2 separate regions of the Rattus norvegicus genome follow, and region 2 is linked to region 1. A link is a contact called in public Hi-C data. All regions are on one chromosome and are shown on one strand. Each heading gives the region's core, a stretch centred on a gene start, on an enhancer-like site or on the middle of the called end of the contact. The rest is flanking DNA. Distances are from core to core; before and after follow the strand shown. Region 1 has its middle 11 kb from the start of Trnat-agu23. Region 2 overlaps LOC102552357 (a long non-coding RNA gene).

What was found. A called contact is a pair of places that touch in the nucleus more often than the background predicts.
Region 2: a Hi-C map of Schwann cells shows a contact between it and region 1, with 4 times the contacts expected there. The contact joins two enhancer-like sites. A contact is called at or near these places in 10 of 12 Hi-C or Micro-C datasets (the A7r5 cell line, the Rat2 cell line, Schwann cells and 5 more) and 1 of 1 datasets of contacts at active chromatin or transcription factors (oligodendrocytes).

The regions. Positions count from the first base shown.
Region 1 is chr18:78,415,048-78,419,765 of GRCr8, reverse strand. No RefSeq gene overlaps it. Among named protein-coding and RNA genes, the nearest start is that of Trnat-agu23, 11 kb to the left of the region's middle. Within about 2 kb of position 1,470, at least 9 of the 93 cell types and tissues checked have an H3K27ac peak or open chromatin away from gene starts, as enhancers often do.
Region 2 is chr18:78,467,488-78,472,875 of GRCr8, reverse strand. All of the region lies in intron 1 of LOC102552357 (a long non-coding RNA gene), which reads left to right. Among named protein-coding and RNA genes, the nearest start is that of Trnat-agu23, 42 kb to the right of the region's middle. Within about 2 kb of position 3,040, at least 43 of the 93 cell types and tissues checked have an H3K27ac peak or open chromatin away from gene starts, as enhancers often do.

The DNA.
Region 1 (4,718 bases), core at 221-2,720:
ATCCCCATATTGGTTTTGGTCATTTTATTTTTTTTTATCACAGCAATCTAGAACACTCAGCTTTCTCCAAAAGGCTTTGGCTGGAAAGGAAATGTAACTAGAATTTTAAAGCAGGAGCCCCGGCCCCAGCAAGCGGGGCAGTCTCCACCTGGCCAAAGGATACAATGACTCAGTTCTTCTTTAGGGTACGAACAGGAACTTTTAAGTTCAAGGAAGAATGGGGCAGGGCAGGGAACACATTCATCATTGCTCGGTCCTGGTCAAATGTTGGGCTTGGAGTTCCTGGCCTCACTTCTAGTACTGCTGGATGGTACCAAGAGGAGAAGCTATTAACGTCATCCCTGGGGAAAATCAATCTGGTTTCTGTAAGACATTACTTCGGCTCCAGGATGCAGCCTGGTAATTGTCTGGGAGCGGTCTGTCTTGAGAGGCTCTGTCCATCTGGATGGAAAGGTGACTGCCTGCTCAAAATGTGTGTCAGCCGGTTTCCAAGACGCTCATTGTTGTTAATAAGTCTCGCTCTTCCTTTGTCTCTTCCCCCAGATTTACTGTCTTCATCCGGGGGCAGAGAGTTGAACTTTGTAGTTACATTGTTACACTGTGGAGTCTTGTTGATCCATTTCCCATGGTAACTTCTCCAGACAGACAGATGGGCCCAAAGTTAACCTTTACTCAACATTAGGTAAGTCTTGAACTCAAGCCAGGTTTGATGGCACACATCTTTTCTCTCAGCATCCAGAGGGCAGAGGCAGGTAGATCCATGTGACTTTGAGACTGGCCTGGTCTCTATATGGAGTCCCAGAACAGCTGGGGTTGTCTACTGAGAACCTCTTTCAAAAACAAGGAGTCTAGAGTGCTTCCCATGGGCTCTGAGCAGTTCTGCAACCAGGCCAGCACTTCCGGAGCGGGGACAGCCAGAACCACTGAGTCCTTTTCCTTGCCTTTGTGCAGAATGAGTCAATTAACACTCCCTGGGTCTCAGCCCTCCCCAGCTCCTGTTTCTCCATTTTCCACATGGAGATTTCCCACCATAGTGGAGACCCTCAGGTGTCTCCTGCTATGCTCTGGAAGATGTCCCAGGCTCCAGATGTGTTTACTGCTCAAACCCTCCTCTGGGAGTCCCCGTCCTCTGGCTAGAGAGCCCACCACGAAAGACATTGCAGGAGTATGCCATTTTCACGGTCAACACTATTGCCTCAGGAACCTTAGCAAAACAATAAACACCGTTGTTTTCTAGGAACAGAGTTGAGGAACATTCCAGAAATATCTCTCCAAGCACAAATGCTTCGCAGACATGAAGACGTGAGATGAAGGCATGGAGTATATGTGGTTTAAAACTCATGCTGTTATTCACTCGATAACTACGTTCTCCCTCGAGGGTGTCCAGCAATGGGCTGACACTGCCTTTGATAAATCTGCACTCAGCGTGGACATCCTAGAACACCCGGTGGAAAGGGCAGGGAGCCAGGACATGAGACGTCCTCTTCCGTCATAAGCAGCTAAGTCCAAATATTAAACTTTCATATTCTGTTAGAGGCCATTTGTTTGCCCTGTGAACACGGTTTTTTCATATTCAGAACACAGAAAATTCTACCTGTAAAACGGGATTTATTTGGAAGGGTGCGTTGCTGTTTATCTTGAATCTTTTTCACCCGGTAGAAGCTGCTAAGCAGGAGTTCTCTTCTCCTAAATCGGATTTACACCACCATGCTCACGTGATGCCTTCGCCGGACTCACGGTTTCTAGGCAACCCTGTTTAAAAAAAAAATGCCCACTTGCTACAGCACCACCTGCTGTCAGAGCACGGAATATACCTGCTCTCCCCAGGCTCGGCTGAAAAAGTAGAAAATGAAAAGATTGGAAGAAAGTGAGATGACTCAGCAGGAAAAGGCCCTGGCTACACAAGCCTCGCAGTTTGAGTTGGATTCCTGAAACCTGGAGGAAGGAGAGAAGTTGATCTTTCACACACACACACACACACACACACACACACACACACACACACACACACACGAGCACGCGCACATGCTTTTTATTTTAAGAATGGAAGGTGGGTACCCTGAATTCTGTTTCCTTAAACGTGTTTTCTTGGAAAGGCCTTTAGCAGAGCGCAGCCCATATGAGAGGCCGCTCTGCCCAGCCTAGTGGGCTGTAGAGGGTCTTCCTCCCACGAAGGAGTCCCTGAAAAGAGCAGGATTTGCCACCTCTAAATGTCACCTGGGCTCTCGGAGCAGCTGTCACTGTGCAGAAGTGACACATGAAGAACTTAAATATAAGAGCTTCGCCCTTTTCCACTTTAAGCCATCCTTGAACTGCACTAGGCTACCCCTAGCTGCTCTAACCTGGGGTTTGGTGAGAGCGGTCAAGAGAGCCTCCTCTGACAGGAAGAAGAGGTAGATGAGGCGCCAAGGAGTGTACATCAGGGCGGGATGGTGGTGCTGCAGCCAGCGTGCCCCTGTCCTGCGCGCGAGGAGGTCTCTCCACAGCCTCTCTTTATTTCCTCTGGTCTCCCGTCACAGCCCATCAGAAACCCTAGCAAGACTGTGGGCTGCCTCTTGCCCTGCTGCCAATCATCAGGACCCTGGGATTTTGTCAACGGTCCTTTCACTGGATGCACGTCATACACGAGCACCGGGACCACTGAACAAATCACAGGATCCCGAAAAGCGGTGCGTCAACGACTCCCTCTGAGTCCAGAGGGCTGCTCCTGTCACGCTTAAATGCCTGATCAACCAGTTCCTTCAGCAGTCTACCCTCGATACATGAGCTGTACACTTGCTTTCCCACCTCATCTCGTGCTTCAGATGTCTGAGCCCAGGAGCTACTTCCTGGATAGTCAGAGCTCAGGGGCATAGATTACCCATGAGCCATTGCGAGGCGTGGGTTCCTTTTAATCTCATTCACAGTCAGAGTCTGAGTCCGGAGAAAGCGTGCTTCGCATCCACGGGTGACATCACAAAGCACAAGGCACGTTTTGCGAGTGTTTGCTTTTATTAATCAGGTTGTTTCCACACGGATTGTGCTGCGAGGAAAGGCTTTGATACCACTGATCCCTGGCCTTCAGAGCTTGTATTTCTCACAGAAAAGGAAGCCGAAGGCTTAGGGACTGATACCTCCTTCTACCTTCTACCACGTGAATTCCTGAGGATCAAACTCAGGTTGTCAGGCTTGGTAGCAATATCTTTATTCACTGTATCATCCCTCCAGTAGTTTAGAAGAGTAACTAGGGAGCTTTCTTCACGTGACAAGAATTCTCTCCTGGGGAGCATAGGCCTGTGCCCCTACCTCTCACACTGATAAATTGAGTATATAGAGTGGCAAAGCATGAGGGGCTTGGGAGATGGCTCAGTGGGTAAAGTGCTTACAATGCATGCATGAGGCCCCCTCATCCACATAAAAACCTAGGCACTGCAGCACATGCCAGCAATCCCAGCACAAGGGAAGCAGATCCTGGAAACTGGCTATCTATCTAGGCTATTACCGAAGTTTAGGTTCAGTGAGAGACCCTGTCCTTAAAAAACAAACATTTATTTATTTATTAATTATATGAGCACACTGTCGATGTCTGTAGACAGATCAGAAGAGGGCATGGGATCCCATTACAGACAGTTGTGAGCCACCACGTGGTTGCTGGGAATTGAACTCAGGACCTTTGTAAGAGCAGCCAGTGTTCTTAACTGCTGAGCCATCTCTCCAGCCCTGATGTCCCTGTCTTAAAAAATAAAGTGAGGTCCAGTGAGATGGCTTAGTGGGTAAAGGTGCTTGTTGTCAAACATGACTGACTGATCCTCAAAATCCACAGGGTAGAACCAGCTCCAACGGGTTATCCTCTGAACCTCACATGTAAGCCCAGACACGTGTGTGTGCGTGTGTGTGTGTGTGTGTGTGTGTGTGTGTGTGTGTCTGTCTGTCTGTCTGTCTGTCTCTCACACACCCATATACACACATGTACATATATATCACACATGTACCCACATACCATACACATGCACGCACCTGCACACACATGCACACACACACACACACACAAACACAAACACACGTGCGTGCGCAGCAAATCTGAACAGCCATAAGTAACAGCCAAAGAAGTGAGATCTGTAAAACACCAGGAAAAGCCAGCCAGTTTGCGTCAGTGAAGAAACAGATGATCCAGTTGTAATGAATGCCCACCAGGGGGCATCAAGGAGAAACCACAGAGCTGTTAAGAGGCTTATGCTTGGGGCTGGGGATTTAGCTCAGTGGTAGAGCGCTTACCTAGGGAGTGCAAGGCCCTGGGTTCGGTCCCCAGCTCCGAAAAAAAGAACCAAAAAAAAAAAAAAAAAAAAAAAAAGAGGCTTATGCTTCCAATCCAACTGACGTTGTGAACTGAAATGACAACTTTTGCAGTAGGAATGTACTAAGACTTGTGGTAAGTCCAAGCCAAAAGTTTTTTTTTCTTTTTCCCGGAGTTAAAAATAACACAGACTACACACTGTAGTATCTTTGTGTGGTTCCCCTTATCAGTTCTTGTGGACAGGACAGGCTGGGTGGTCAACCAAGGGGAAAGCCAGCTATACTCCATCCAGAGAGGTCCTTCTCGTCGGACGCTCTTGGTGACTGACTTAGCAAGGGCTTCTTCCAGGCTCTGGAGGATGGGGTTGGTGGTTGTCACTCCTAATTGGTAGAGAGGAAACCTCACAACGACACAGCTCAGTGTCCTTTGCTTTCCACTACACACA
Region 2 (5,388 bases), core at 1,791-4,290, 52 kb before region 1:
TGGGAAAGACACATTCCACCAAGCAGCCTTCACATCACAGGGCAAAGCCTTTGGTGCAGGTCTTTTGGGGCTGACCAAGGTGAGGGGACCCTTCCTGTGTCCTCAAGGGTGACCCAGGAATCTGGTGACTGCGGAACTGAAAGACCAAATGGGTGGAGCTCAGCTCAGCGATGAGATTGTCACCAGGGAAGGCAGAAAGCAAGTGAAAACCCAGTCCCTGCTAGGTACAATGGCTCCTTCTTTTTTTTTACACGCCCTTCTGGGTCCAGGACCCAGAAGGGCAAAGGCTGTAAGGAAAGGACTAGGTCAGGGGTGGGGGGATGCCCTTCTTCTGCCCTCTGGGTGCTAGGGATGGCGGAGGGGGGAGGAAGGTGTTTCTTATATGCTATGACCTCAGCCTCCATAACCCATTGTGCTTCACAGAATTATTTCTGCCTCATTGTACTAGCATCCGAAACAATGATGTATGTGTGTGTGCGTGTGTGTGTGTGTGTGTGTGTGTGTTCGTGGGTCATCAGGAGGTCAGAAACATCTGGTACCTTCCAGCATCCAGAAATTAGGTACTGTCCTTGGCTGGGACCACCAATACCGACAAGAATGATGAGTCAAAGAGGAACACCGAGTTAGGTCTGTGTCAGGGGAACAGATAGACCAGGTGCACACCTGCAGGTCTAGGGAGGCACACCTGCAGGTCTGGGGGAGGCACACCTGCAGGGTTGGGGGAGGCACACCTGCAGGTCTAGGGAGGAACACCTGCAGATCTGGTAGTGGTACACCTGCAGATCTGGTGGTGGTACACCTGCAGGTCTGGGGGAGGCACACCTGCAGGGTTGAGGGAGGCACACCTGCAGGGATAGTGAAAGGACAGGCTTCTCCAAGGAGGGACACAGAGAGGAAAGTGTGCTATGACAGAGAAATAATGAGAACAGAGGGAGGGATGCATTTGGAGGGCAACATGGTGTCAGGGTGAGAGTCTGGTGGGGTACACGGCTGAACACAGAAGGTAAACTGAGTCCTGCTTGAGGATCACAACATGGCTGGGTATAGCTACTTTCTTCCCTGATTTGACAAACACAGGACAGGATTGATAGAAGGACAGAGGAGAGGAAGGGAGAAGGAGGAAGGAAGAGAGGGAGGAGGGAGGGAGGAAGGAAGGAGGAAGGAAGGAAGGAAGGAGGAAGGAAGGAGGAAGGAAGGAAGGGCGGGATTATTTTTAGCCCACAGTTAGAAGTCACTGCAGGGAAGGCAGGGTGAAGAGGGCAGGCTATTTTACCACATTAAGAGTCAGGAAGCAGAGAGAGATGAACCCGGGTCCCCTTTGTCCTTCCCATTCAGTCTGGTAGAGGGTGCCATCATAATTAGGATGGGTTTTCCCACCTCAGCTTACCCAGTCTGGAGCCTCATTACACAGGTGCCCAGAGCTTTGTCTACTGGGTGACCAAAGGACCAGGGTGGCTGACACTCAGTATTAACTCTCACACAGGGATGGGGAAAGCAGTTACTCCTGAGAGTTAAGTGGCAGAAGAAAGCTGCAAGGCTCCCTGCAGTCTGTGAGGAGCAGGACTGGGGTCCAGGGTGGGGACCCTGGGTTGGGAGGCAACCACTCTGTCCTCTGAGCTATGGGAGTGGGGGTGGGGAGGGCGATACAATTTGTTTTGCACAGCTTGAAAGTCCAGGGGGCCTGGCCAATCCTGGCTAGAGTTTACAACACTCAGGGCTACAACACCCAGGGCTTTGTGCTTCTCTCTAAAATAAAACTTTTATCTTAAAAAAGAAAAGGCATCTAACACAGCGTGTTCCGACCGCAGCGGCATGCTGGATCTCTCCCAGTTCGAGGGGTGGGGGAGTTGTGGGTTCACTGGAGCATGAAAGGAGAGCAAACGGGCTCCTCACCATCCCCTCTCCTCAGCTTCTCTCTGTGGTGAAGACACACAGGAAGTGGAGGCCACAACAAAGGGTCACACAACTCTGTGGATATTTAGAAAAGCCAGGGTGTGTAGCCAGGGACAGATGAACTTAGAATAGAGACCCTGACATTCCGGGCCGCAGGGGAGAAGACAGAGAGATCCCAAGGCCTGGTGTCCTCTGTCTGGGGCAATCAGGCTTGTGTGGAAATCCTGGCTACAGGTCTCCAGTCTGTAGTGAGAAGCTAGTCTCCAAGTGACCTGGAAGTAAAGCCAGTCACCCACAGGTGGCTTCTGACTCTTAACTCCACTCCTCAGGACACATCGGGCTTCTAAGTGACACTAGCGGGCTAGTGACGAGTCTCATTGTACCAGCCCTGTGCTCTTGTTGTTGGAGTTGTTGGGGGCCAATGTCTGGGTGAGCCCTGGGAGCCTAAATGAACCAGGCTCAGCCATCTACCCTCCGCAGGTCACCTGAAAGGTTTGCTCAAGGTGGTCACATTGATAAGAGGAACAAGTAAACAGGCTCTGTGACACTTTCCACTAACTCCATCTTCGGGGTCTGACATGACCTTTAGATTCAAACAGGGACAAGAGGTGGGCAAAAGCAAGCAGGCTTGGTTAAGGTGTTGTCCTGCCTGTCACTGACCCCCGCTGTCGTCTTCCTAGGTGTTCTGACTGATGTCAGAACGGTGTGACATCTCTTCCTGAGAGACACACTTTCTTTCTGGCTGGCAAGAGAACTCTAGACGTCTCATTCTCCCAGTTAGAGACAACAGCTTCAAATTCCAATTCCTTGGAATCCATTGTCTTAGTTCGATGCTGCAGGGAGAGCCAAGTGCCCCTTAAAAAATCTCATCCTTTCTGCCAGCCTTCACATGCCCAGCAACAGGCTGCATTAGAGCACAGGGAACGCCCCACTGTGGAAGGAGTCGTAGCCTGAGGCTTTTAAACGCCGAATGATGGACGTTTCTGTGCTTGAAGATATAAAATGGCATTTCTAAAAAGCAAAACTGAACGGCCAGTGCTGGCCAGTCGCTGTGTGTGTTCCCAGGGTGGAAGCCAGGGCTGTCTGTGGCCTCTGGCTAAGGTTTCACCCAAAGCACTGTCAGCAGTGGGAACGAGGTCACTGATTGTGCTTGGCAGGGGTGGGGAGGAACAGGAAGTGGGCTGAAAAGAAAAGGACTGGATCCAGGGCCGAGGCCAGGCCAGCCCCCGAAGCAGAAGGAATGAGCAGGCTTTCTCCCAAGGCTTGCAGTGTGCGTGGGGCTTGAGGTTCAGGCTGCCACCACCCTGGATCCATGCTGGTGCAGGGTGTGCGTGTGTACTCTTAAGATCTGGGCCAGCCAAGTCCTGAGCACAGAAACCGTCTTAAAAACGATTCTCACCTTCTAGGACTTGAAACGGGCAGTCCTGTTTTTCTGTGCTTTCAGTGTTCGTTTTGGGGGGTGAATGGTTCGAGACTTTCTTCCAGGCTGCCGTTTGCCCCCCCCCCCCCCCCAGATTCTGCTCCCTGCTTTTTCAAGCTGCCTCCATCCGCTGACCATCCCACAACAATTTGCTTCTGGCCTTTGTCTTTGCTGTGAGCTTGAGTGCGCCCCCTGCTGGCAGCCCTTGCCCCGGCATCGAGCTTGTGCTTCAAGAGTTTGCCGAATTTTCTTGCAGGGCTGTGGCCACACCAACAGAGGTCGTCCAGATTTCCTCTGATGAAACCAAAAGCATAAACGGAAGTGGGAGTGCGTTGAGCCCTGCTGTAGCAGGTTTTCTTCTGAACTGAGGCCGGCTCGCAGAAGGAAGACACAGAAAAGGGCCGCATACAACCATTCTTTTTCAACCGAGAGAGTTTTGCGTCTGTGTCCGACAAGAGCTTCTGAAAACCGGCTCATTTAACCTTTCCAAAGATCTTATCCAAGTCTTGGCAGCTGAAGGACGTTTTAGGTCAATATACCAAAGGGCTTTTGTTGGAACTAAATGAAGAATGCCAAAATTTCATTTAAAAACACAGATTCTGAAAAAATGCAACATCAGCACATTTGAAAAAAAAAAAGAAACGGATGCAAAACAGGCGCCTTGAGAGCCCTCCCCCCACCCCAACCCTCTGTGGCCTTTGTGTAAGGGAAGATCTTGGGAGCTGAGAGCTTTCTCTTCCTTGCTGGTGATTTGGCCTCTCAGAGTTTTAAATCGCTGACGATTCGGTGTGTGTGTGTGTCACAGAAAACCAGACTCCTTTTAGCTCAAGGTGGCACCAAGATGGGATCCTGAGGCCCAGGCCTTCTTCAGGAGAGTGAGTGGACTCTGAGGTCCTGGGCCTGGGGATGACCCATGCTGTGGCAAGTTTTGGGTATTCAGAAATTGAACAATAAATATTCAAGAGAAACGATTCTGCCTACGATTCTGCTCCTCGGCAATGCACCAAGCTTTCGAGAGGCAATAAATGAAAGGCTCCTCTATTAAAAACCAGAAGATTAATGAAATCGTGACGTTCAGGCAGGAACAAAACAACCTACGGGCCCAAGACAATGTGTGCAGAAGCAATTTGCTTCTGAAACTCAAAGCATGAGATGCTTCAGTGTACCCCAGCAGCTCTCGGAGAGAGCAAATAAATAACCTCACGGGGAAGAAAACGACCCTTTAAAATGTAGCCTTTTCTCTCCGGGAGGGAAATACGGCAGATAGAGCTGATGGCCAAGATGTATCTAAACTCAAAGGCAGGCACTTTCCATTAGGAATTAGATCGTAAACACTGATCCCCCTCAGGAATCAAGTCAGACCAGCCTCCGCCCGGCTGGGAGCAGCAACTAGACCTCTGGTTTCTGCCTCTGTTCTGTGATTAGAACCCTGGGTCCTGCCTGCCTCACAGCCAACTGCTCTCTTCTGAGTAGGTTGTTCACACAAAGATGTAATGGCTTAACAACCCCCTGACCCATGAGTGTCTTTTTTGCAACTCGCCCCTGTCCAATCAGACGTCACAGCGGAAGGCTGCTGCAGGGAGAGCCTGCCTGTCCTATAATAGCAGCGTTCTCTATTCCCACAGACAGCTGTTTTCCTTTAGTAAACAAACCCATCAGAGTGCACAGCTTAGTTGGGAGACTGACTCAAGGCGAAGGTGCCTCCTGGGGTCGGGAAGCCTAGGAAACACCTGCTCTGAGATTTCAGAAGGACTCTGGCAGCGGCTCAGAATCACCGAGATGAAAATGGGCTCAGCACACACCAATCCTTTGTGGCTCCAGCCCAGTGCTTTTATCCGATCTAGCTCTCAGTATTTCCTGGACTTTGGGTTGTATAGGAAACTGTGGCCTTCTCGGAGGCCACAATCCAAGGGCGAGCTGGCATGAGAGGCCTACGTGGCAAATATGTCCAAGGGCCTTGGATATTAGCAGAGGCTCTTTCAGTTGATATAAAATGTTGAGGCCACCGTGGGTGCCTAACCCCCAGAATTCTAGTATTCTGGTTCTTAAAAATCAGACTGGAACGTGGCACAAAC